Linked DNA regions of Gossypium arboreum: region 2 is linked to region 1. A link is a contact called in public Hi-C data. All regions are on one chromosome and are shown on one strand. The core of a region is the stretch at or near the end of the contact, and the rest is flanking DNA. Distances in the headings are between cores, read along the strand shown.

The links. Hi-C and Micro-C count contacts between places; a contact is called where the count stands out from the background.
Region 2: a Hi-C map of leaf shows a contact between it and region 1, with 2.2 times the contacts expected there. The contact joins the promoter of LOC108488638 here to the promoter of LOC108488556 in region 1. A contact is called at or near these places in 2 of 5 Hi-C or Micro-C datasets (both in leaf).

What each region holds. Positions count from the first base shown.
Region 1 is chr10:30,780,671-30,785,589 of ASM2569848v2, forward strand. It overlaps LOC108488556, which reads left to right and starts at 2,953. Exons shown (of 3, transcript XM_017792841.2): 1 at 2,953-3,597; 2 at 4,706-4,919. The coding sequence starts at 3,110.
Region 2 is chr10:31,030,804-31,035,722 of ASM2569848v2, forward strand. It overlaps LOC108488638 (transcription repressor OFP1-like), which reads right to left and starts at 2,515. Exons shown (of 1, transcript XM_017792930.2): 1 at 1,133-2,515. The coding sequence starts at 2,297. The coding sequence ends at 1,254.

The sequences.
Region 1 (4,919 bases), core at 1,703-4,202:
GGTTAAGGGTTTGGTGAAAATTGATCGGTTATAGTGAAAATAGACACAAGCGATTTGGATAGCTTTAGGGTTTTATTTGAGGTGATGTTAGTGAAAAATTTTGGGATTTCATCCACATTACAACTGGAATTTTGAGGTGTTTAGGGATGGATGCATGCACGCCTCGAAAGAGAGGGCATCTGGATTTTCACTTCACTATCAAGTTTTTAAATCAATTGGGAATCTATAATAGCATATAGGAATGACTCTTGAAACCTCCATTGTTCGAGTATAATTTCTTGTTTCTTCAAATTTTCAGCTTCTTTTCTTTTTCTTTTCACTCCATGATATTTTCTTTTCAATGTAAGAATATGAAGTTTAGCATTTATGTTTAGGGTTTTAAAGTAACTATGAGGTTTGCTTTTTTTTTTTAATTAATCAGTTGCTTTTTATTTTGTTTAATTTGTATTCCCAAAAATGACATAAAAATTTATGTGTCAAAAAAAATTTAAATTTCAAAATTCATGTGATCATTTTAACAGCCACATCAGCAAGGTCTAAGTGATTTAACGAAAATGAACTAAATAAAACAAAAATGATAATTCAAGTGATCATTTTGTAATTTTTTAAAATTGAATGGCCTAACAAAAAAATTACTGATAGTCGAGTGACTTCATGTAGTTTACCCTATCTATATAACTCTATATAAAGGACCTTCCTTTATTGTCACGTGGGCAAACTTGCCCATTTTTTACATTTTAAAAAAGTGGTTGAACATTAGTTTAGTACTTTTACTATACCTAAAATTAAGATTTAATCTTTATGTTTTCATTTTAATATAATATAATTTTTATTTTTTATAATGTTATTAATTAATTCAAATAGTTAGTATCCTTGACTTTTCAATTTAAAAATTATGGGGTTATATATAATTTGAATGACCTATGAGTCTTAGAGATCGATATGTCACATATCTTTTAAGTTTGCGTTGTTTTTTTTTTTTTTGACATTATAAGACAATGGTCAAATTTCAATTTTGACTCTTAAACTAATTGAATATTGAGCTTAAATCTATTATTTTAAAATTTTAACATAACGTGGTCTCTCTACTTATATAATGTCATTAGTTAGTCTAAATAGTTAGTATTGTTAACTATTTCAATCAAAATGTTGACGTCAAATTTTCTTAAGAACACTATTTCAATATAAAAAAGTTATTTTTATCATGAAGAGTTCAAATAGGTGTTTTAAGAAAAAATCTTAATAAGTATTTTAACGTTATTTTTATTATTACATGATTACCAATTGATTTTTTTAAATTTTAAAATGTCACACTAAAGATTTTAATAGAAGAAATTTAAGAGTGGTAATAATTTTAAATCCGATAAATGTAAGGATTAAATTCCTAAAATAAATATAAATAAACTATATTTTAAATGTACGAAATATATATATACTTAAAGTATATTTTAATATTCAACTTTTACTTTATAATCAGATACAAGCAAAAATCGATCTAACACGAAATAAGCGGAGGACCATACTAATCAATAATAAAAATAAGGGTATTCATAATCACCTTCATTTCTAAAACCAATTAGCTTTATTCATAATACTTTTCATTTATTTGACCAAAAGAAATTTATGAAAGAGAAAGCTCTACCTTTTCGTCTTTCTTTTGAATTTTGACTAATTAAATTATAAATTAAAAAGATTAATTGCACCAAACGTCTTTACACTATGACCTTTATTTTAAATTAGTCTTAAACTTTAAATAATTCTCATTACATCTGTAAATTATATATGTTATATTAATCTAGTCCTTTTGATATTAAAATCGTTAATTTAATGTCAAATGATACCTCAAATCTTATACGGTATAAACAAAAATGAAAATTTTAAGAAGAAAAATCATATTATTAAAATGGATGTTGAAAAATCTTAATTTTTAATGTTTTCAAAGCTTTTTCGTATGTTTAATCGTCCAATCTCTTCTTTTTAGATTTATTTTATTTTAAGTTTTTAATTTTATTTTTAATTTTTACTTTTAAAAGTAATATTGCAACATCTTTTTTTGAAAAGTTTTTATTTCAAAGTTAGCTACATAAGATTTGACGTGTCATTTAATATTTTTAATAAAGAAAAGACTTGGTTGATATAACTTTTAAGTTTGAGATATAATTAGAATATTTTGAAGTTTGTGAACCGATTTAAAATGATAGTCATAGTTTAGGGGTGCTTAGTGCAACTAACACATAAAAGATTATAGGGGAGAGATTGAAAAATGTTAAAGATCTAACCGTTAAATTTATTGATATAATTGTGCTTATACTATATGCAAAAAATTGAATCGATTTGATATCTCTATCATATCGATATTAAAAAGTATATATATTAATATTTATTGAATGATTGAAAATTTTTAATATAAAAATAATTAAAAAATTTAATTTCCATCAAATATAACATACATGATCTATATAATTGTAATATGAGGATGGAACCATTAAAATATTAATCATACAAAGAAAACCAATTAAGAATTTCTTTGTAATTGTTTAACATGTAAATTTTGAAAATCTATTTCGCAAATTATTAGTGAAGTTTTTAGTATAAATAAGGTTTGACAAGTACCCTATTAAAATATAATAAAATATTAAAATAAAAATATTTTAAAAAGTACTTATTAATTTTTAAAATTGCTTAGGAAATAGACTTACTTTTAATTTTTATTACTGGAAAAGGAATTCTTGCTTTACCTTTTTCTGGTTTATAAATCCATTCAACAATTTGTTGTCCTTTTTTATTATAAATAGCCATTTTAGTTTATTTTTAAAATTCGGAAAGAACACAGATTACAAGTCCCAACTAATATTGGGGCCCAGGTAAGGCCTTTTTAATGAACGACGTGGCGAAATCTAGTGCATTTGGATCCAGGGTTTGAAGTCAAAGAGTTACAGGTGGCGATAGGACAAAAGAGAAGAAGAGAAAGCAAAGCGAAAGGAAGATGATCAAGTGGAGTGGACCTCCACTTCCACTGGACACCCAAATGACTTAGTCTACTCCTCCTTTTTTAATACCCCTCTCAACCGAACCCTCCTTTCTCCTTTCTTTCTTACTGTACGACTCCATGGCTGTACCTGTAATGCGCTCTATGAGCAAGCTTAGCATCAAGGCCCCACCTCCATCACCCATCCCAACCGCCACCGGCTCACGATCCGCTGCCAACGAGATCTTAACCGACTTTCTCGAGAAGTCGTTACAGATCCCCGACCTAACGCTACCCGAGTGCCAGACACTCCGCCACCACGGCCTACCCGATAAGGTCGATTTCCAATCCCTTGGTTTAAGGGAGGTGGGGTCGGTGGAGCGGTTTATACGATCTGCACGGAAGTATGGAGTGGTGGCGATAGGGCTGCATGGGATCGATGCGGGGGAGGAGGTAAGGGCGACGGTGAAAGAGGCGGCGAGAGTGTTCGGGGTGTTGGAAGAGAGAGATACGGGATACAGGAGGAATTCGGCGGGAAAGAGGGAGGAGATTGTGTGGGTTGATTGCAAAAACGAGAGGATGGAGTGGGCTCGCCAATATATCGGCGTTCACTTGTATCACAGCTTCAGGTATTCTAACCGTCCCTCCCGCCACCTTCCACAGAAACATGAGTAAATTTCTTTAAATTCCCTGGGCTTTTTGGGCCCTATTCACCACCTAATTTTGATTTTTGTGTGCCTATTTTTATACTCTTTTAGCTTGGGCCAGAGGTTAAAATTAAAATTTACGTAAAATAATAATTTTGTTAACCCTCCAGTTTAACAATATACTGGATCACTTGTGTATATATATAATTGAGATATATTTCAAAATTATAGCTTACTGTGTAATGTGCATGCACGTTTATACATGATTAGTATGCATATTAAACACTTACGTGAATTGAAATACAATTATGACTAAATGTTTTTATTTTGTACATTAAAATTTTATTTTAAAACAAGATGAAGCATTATTATAAAAATTTAGCCTTCGAAAACATTGATACCTTTTTTTAAAAAAAGAAGCCAGATAAATCTATAAGTGTTTATGTTAGGTAAATATAAATAGTTGTGTCTGTTATAAACATATAAAATGATGACATGTAGATGTAGTAGGTAAATGAAATTTGAATTGCATGTATAAAATCCAAGTTTTGGTGTAAATTTTAGATTTATCTGTATCTAATTTAAACTAATTTGATATGCTTATTATCTATATATATTGATTAAGTGTTTTTTCTTTGGTTTATAAAGCATCAAAATAAGCCAAATAATAGGGAAAATGTCACAATTATGAGAGTTGATCTTCTATGGAATCATTCATTAATTTTATGTAAAAAAATTTACATGCAGTACAAAAAAAACCTAAGGGATAGGGAGGGTGTTTCATAAGGAAAGAACCCTAGATAGCCTGCTAACACTTGAATCCTCACATACAACACTAGACCAGTAGCTTGTTGGCCATTATGAAAATTGATCTTCCATGGAATAATTCATTTACTTTATATAAATTTTACTTCGAAACCTTACATGCATGAGAACATGACTAAATTATTTGATTTAGAAGTGGAATTGTTAAATATTGATAAAGATAAAAATGTGTGAAAATAGATATACATTATAGCAATGTAAGTTGATATAGTATTACTGTATGTATGTAAATATGGTGAAAAGTGGGTTGTTTGGTTTGAAATAGTGAAAAAGTAGAGAAAGTAGCAAGTAAACTGGAGGATGTAGCGGAAGAATTGGGGAAGATATTGGTAGAAAATGCAAGGCAGGCAGGCAGGAAGGGATTTCGAAGAGGAGAGTCAGTTGTGAGCATATACAAGTACAATAATAATAGTAATGAGGATAAGTTGGCTGACCAAGATCCAAACGTAAACGAAGAAGAAGACGGCCATTGTTGTGAT
Region 2 (4,919 bases), core at 1,265-3,764, 250 kb after region 1:
AAATGTTGATCAGTTACATTTGTTTGAATCACTTGAATAACTTCAATGCTATCCATTTTAAGAACCGATATTCCAAATTACTTAAAGACCTTTCAGTGTACCCTAAAGTTCAGCATCAAGAACCGAATAGTAGTTAATATTCCTTGAGAAACCAACTGTCCACATCTCAAGTTATAGATATTTTTGAATACAATTATGAGAAATATTAAAAATGAATATCTATAAAAGTTAGTTTTAGATTGAGGGTATGTATATTTGTTGGCCGGAGAAGGAAGGAGAAATTAACAAAAGTGAAGGGCATGTCCTTATTTGAGAGGTGAAAACCCCCTGATGCTGATGGAACAACCTCTCAGGATTTGTACACTTTGTTTTTGTACCCTTCCAATATGGGGTGCATGCAATTTGAATTGTGCCATTTATTACTTCCTACAACCATAATGGAATCTGACTACGACCTATGTATATGTCTTAATTTCTTTTAACTATATATATTTTTACTACAGTGGTGTATGTATGACTTATGTTGGTGGGTATGGAAAATATAATATTTGGAGAAGGATAAATCCAACAGAGGATATGGTTCAGGGTTAGAGCCAGTGCATGAAATGCAGGTAGCCTGAGGGCTCAAACTTTCATTTCAAAAACAAAGAAACTTGTCCTTATGCATCAGACTTGAAAGTTGCAAAATCATACATTTTTCCTTCCTTTCCTATTTCCCTTTATTCGTTTTTACGACTTCAACTGTCTCAATGCAATATTTTTTCAGATTTTCCATTATAGGAGATATTGGAAAATAAATATATCATTAAAGCACTAAAATAAAAGCATGTCTTCTATGGATTCTGTTGTCATTAGATGCTCTTTCCTTTTTTCATTTTCGATAATTCTGCTGAAATTATATTTTTGGCCTCTCTTAAACCCTTTTAGCATAAAAGATTTTCATTTTGATCCCCTTACCGCTTATTGTTTTTTTTTTTTTTTTTTTTATCTCGGCCTTCAACTTAACTCAATCCCTACAATTATTGAGACCCCTTTTCCCTTTTTGTAAAAGAAATGATCCCAAGTTTCAATAGGTCAGACAAATAATGACAGAGTAAAACAGAGCAACCCAAAAAAAATCCAACCTATTGAATTTCTTACTTCTATTCAACTGTAATTTTACGTATAATTTGATTGGTAAAAAAGTAGTAGTAAATGACAAGAAAGTGAAGAGGATTGAAGGAGAAAATATACATATTATGTTAAGGAGAAAATTATTTCAAGCGGACATCGTTCATATCAAACCAGATTTGCTTGAAAACCTTGATGATGAGATGATGATATTGATCAGAATTGAGAGAGAGATAACAGGCAAGCAAATCTTCCAAATCCTTGGATGCCCTGATGTTGTTTTCTATGATCATTTCCACCATCGACTCCCTGAAGTCTCTCTGAGGATCAAACGACGATTTCACCACCGCCAGACTATCCGACAAACTCCTCCTTGAGCTGCCGCTTGAACTTGACGACATGCTTTTCCGACCATGTCCCTGAATTCTCCGGTTTCCGATTTTCGGTGAATTTATTCTCAGCCTTACGCCTGGGGAATTCACTCCAAATTTCCTACCACCACTGCTTTTCTTGTTCTCATCACCTTCGAATTTAACTGAACTCATACCATACTTGGTTGCTTCGTTGCTCTTCTTCATATTAACCGGCTTGGTTATGATCCGAGGGAGTTGAAGTTGAGACAAGTTGTCGAACTCGTCTAGCTTGTCGGATTTCTTAACCAAACACTTGCAATCATCATCCTTAGCTTCCGAATTCATGAGTTTGCAGCTACTGGAGACCATATTATCGAACGATTGAGTAGTGAGAATGCAGTCAGACCTGAATTCATGCGGCGAAGAGCTGTCGTCAGAAGAGGAAGAAGCTGAATATTGCGGTGGAGAATCAGGCTTAGTCCAGAGTGTGGCACGGCAGCGACAGCCGGAGGAAACAACCGTATTTCTTTTCCTGGATCGTTTCTGAGAAGATTTTCTGGGTGGGTCAGAACCTGCAGAATTGGTGTTTGCATGAGAAACATAGAAGCCATCACTGGGGATAAGGTCTCTAGTGAAGTAGTAAGATTTTCTAGGATAAAAATGGTGGGGTTGCTTCAGTTTTGATGAAGAGGGAGATATGGGGTATTGTTTTTTCTTGGAAGGATTATTGGTAACGGTAGTATTGCCATGGTTTCTACCTTTGCCCATGTCTTTAAGCTTGTAAAACCAGGCATTGGGCATCATATCAGATAGCCTAAACCTGTAATTGCCCATCAAACTTGTGTCTTTGTAATGGGAAAAAGATGGGAGGACTGAGAATGAATTTGAAGGAGATTGGAGGGTGAGAGAGAGAAAAAGAAGGTTGGAACAAAGGAAAAAGAGTGGGGTATTGTATTAACTGACTTGGGCTGTTGTTTATGATCACTAATCACCAAACAGGGAACAAGTTTTTATAGACGTATCATCATTACCATCCTTTAATTTCTTATTCTTTCCCAACTTTTTCATTTAAGGAACTTTTTATACGGGCCCTAGCATCTATGTTTTTCGTACTACCATTACAAAATCAGTGGTTGGTTTATGTCTTCTAATCAATTACCCATTATGAAAATCTTAAGAAAAATAGCTTACTTGCCCTAACCCTTCTGTAAAAAGAATAGGATGGTGTTGGTGTTGGTGTTGGTGTTGGTGTTGGTGTTGGTAACAAACTAATAATTTGTTTGTGTTATGTTCCAAAACATTATGTTTTAATCATCTTGTGTTAATATCTGTATCTAGTATTGCCAAATTCGTGGTAGTATAGTCTTGCCCTATCCTTTGTTAATATCAATTACTCATTTGCCTAATTCATGTGTTGTTGAGGGATTAGTGTTGTGAAAGAAAAAGGAAAAATAATCCCCCACCAGTTGTACTTGAAGAGAGAGAGAGGGTGGCGATGTAAGTTATGAAGAAACCCCCCCCCACAAACTCCATATCTGTAGTAACTGCCACGTAAACTAGTTAACGATGGGAAGGGAGTGGGGTGAGGGTGCAGACGAGAATTGCCTTCTCCACCTCTGCTCTACGTTTATAAAGCTGTCCAACATATTTACATTCATATTTACTCTAAGTTGCTCTAATTCTTTTTTTTTTTACTATACTTATTTATTAAACACCTTCAATCGGATTACCAATTCGGTCAATTAAATTATTAAAATATCTTTCCATAATTAAATAGGTCATAGTATTAAGAAGTAATTTAGTCTTTTGTTAAAAAATAAAAATATGCATATTTGAATCTTCATTTATAGGATTAATAAAACTTTAAATTTACCACTCAATTAAAGCTTGTTTTATGCATTTTATATTAATATACAAATTGCTGACAATACCATCATAAATAATTGTAGCGCATTTAATATTGTTAACATAATATATTTATGTGTTCAAATTTTATTTTACTCATAATTTAATCTAAATTTTTTATTTTAAAATAATACATATTTCATATGTTTTTATAATTAATTAGTTTTAAATTATAGATTTTATTCTTTATTGTATGGTATTTTTAAATACATATTTATATTTTAAATTTATTATTTTCATACACATACACATATGACAGGATTTTTAATATTTTTAATTTATTTTTACATGGTTTCAATATATATAATGTTTTAGTATATATATATCATTTATACTATTATTTAAGCCTATATACATTTGTGATCATCCTAATGAAATTTTTAAATTTCACTTATATGTTCCTTATATTTAATATATATTCCAAAAGAAAAAAAACATATAAAAAATTTTAAAATAATTTTAAAAAGTTTAAATTTTTTGGAGTACAGATCCATGACTTGGTTTTACTATTTAAAATGTCAAAATATTTTAAAAATAATTTTTATGTTAAAATATATTTTCATAATTAAATTTAAATAAGCGAATGTTTTCAATTATTTAATTTAAGCACGAACTAAAATAAGTTGAGTCAATCCAGTGAAGCATTTTAGCCCCCACTTTAATTCGCTTTCGGGTTTTTAGCAATAGATTAAGAGCAAAATGGAACCAACAAAAGGAAATAAGAAACACTCAGAATCTGAGTGGAAGGAAAAATTTATGTAAAAAATATAGGTATCTTTTAAATTAATGATAGTATTTTTAAAAGGAAGGAGTAACTTTTAAAAAATTAAGTAAAAATACAAGCTATTATAGTAAGATTTCAACTCCGTTTATGGAGTTGATACTTTCCACCACTAGTATACCTGGGGTTCAAATTTACCATTAAGTCCCATCATATATAATTGTTTTATTTTAATTACTTCCAATTTGTTAGCTTTAGTTTGAATTGTATTAGTTCTTAGTGTAAGTAAATTTAATATCGTATGTAGTATTAATATGTCAGTAACAATGATAATACAATACAATGCAGTAGCAGTAACATAACAAAATACTTGTAATCGGATAAAGTTAAAAATTAGAAGAAGAATTTTGTCGAGGCCTGTATAAACAATTTCTTTAAGAAAGATTCGTCCTCTCTTCGGTGCTTTGAGTAATATAGGACGTTTGTCTCCTAAGATACAACAACAAACGATCACAGTAGTAGCACAATAATAATGATCAATCGAACACAATCTTGTCTTTTTCTATTACCAAGAGAAATGAATTTAGAAGGAATTGTTTTTTTATATTGATAGTTTTGATGATATATTTTTGAAATCTCCTAACTTGAAGGAGAGGAAATGAATGAAGAGATTTATTGAAAAATTAATAGACATGAGTAAATAGAGACAATGAATGAAAAAGTTCAGTATTAAACCAAGAGATACATTTTTTCATAAGGTACAATTGTATGGAAAATGCAATATTAAATCAAGAGATACAATTATCATTCATCACTCAATAATTATTTTC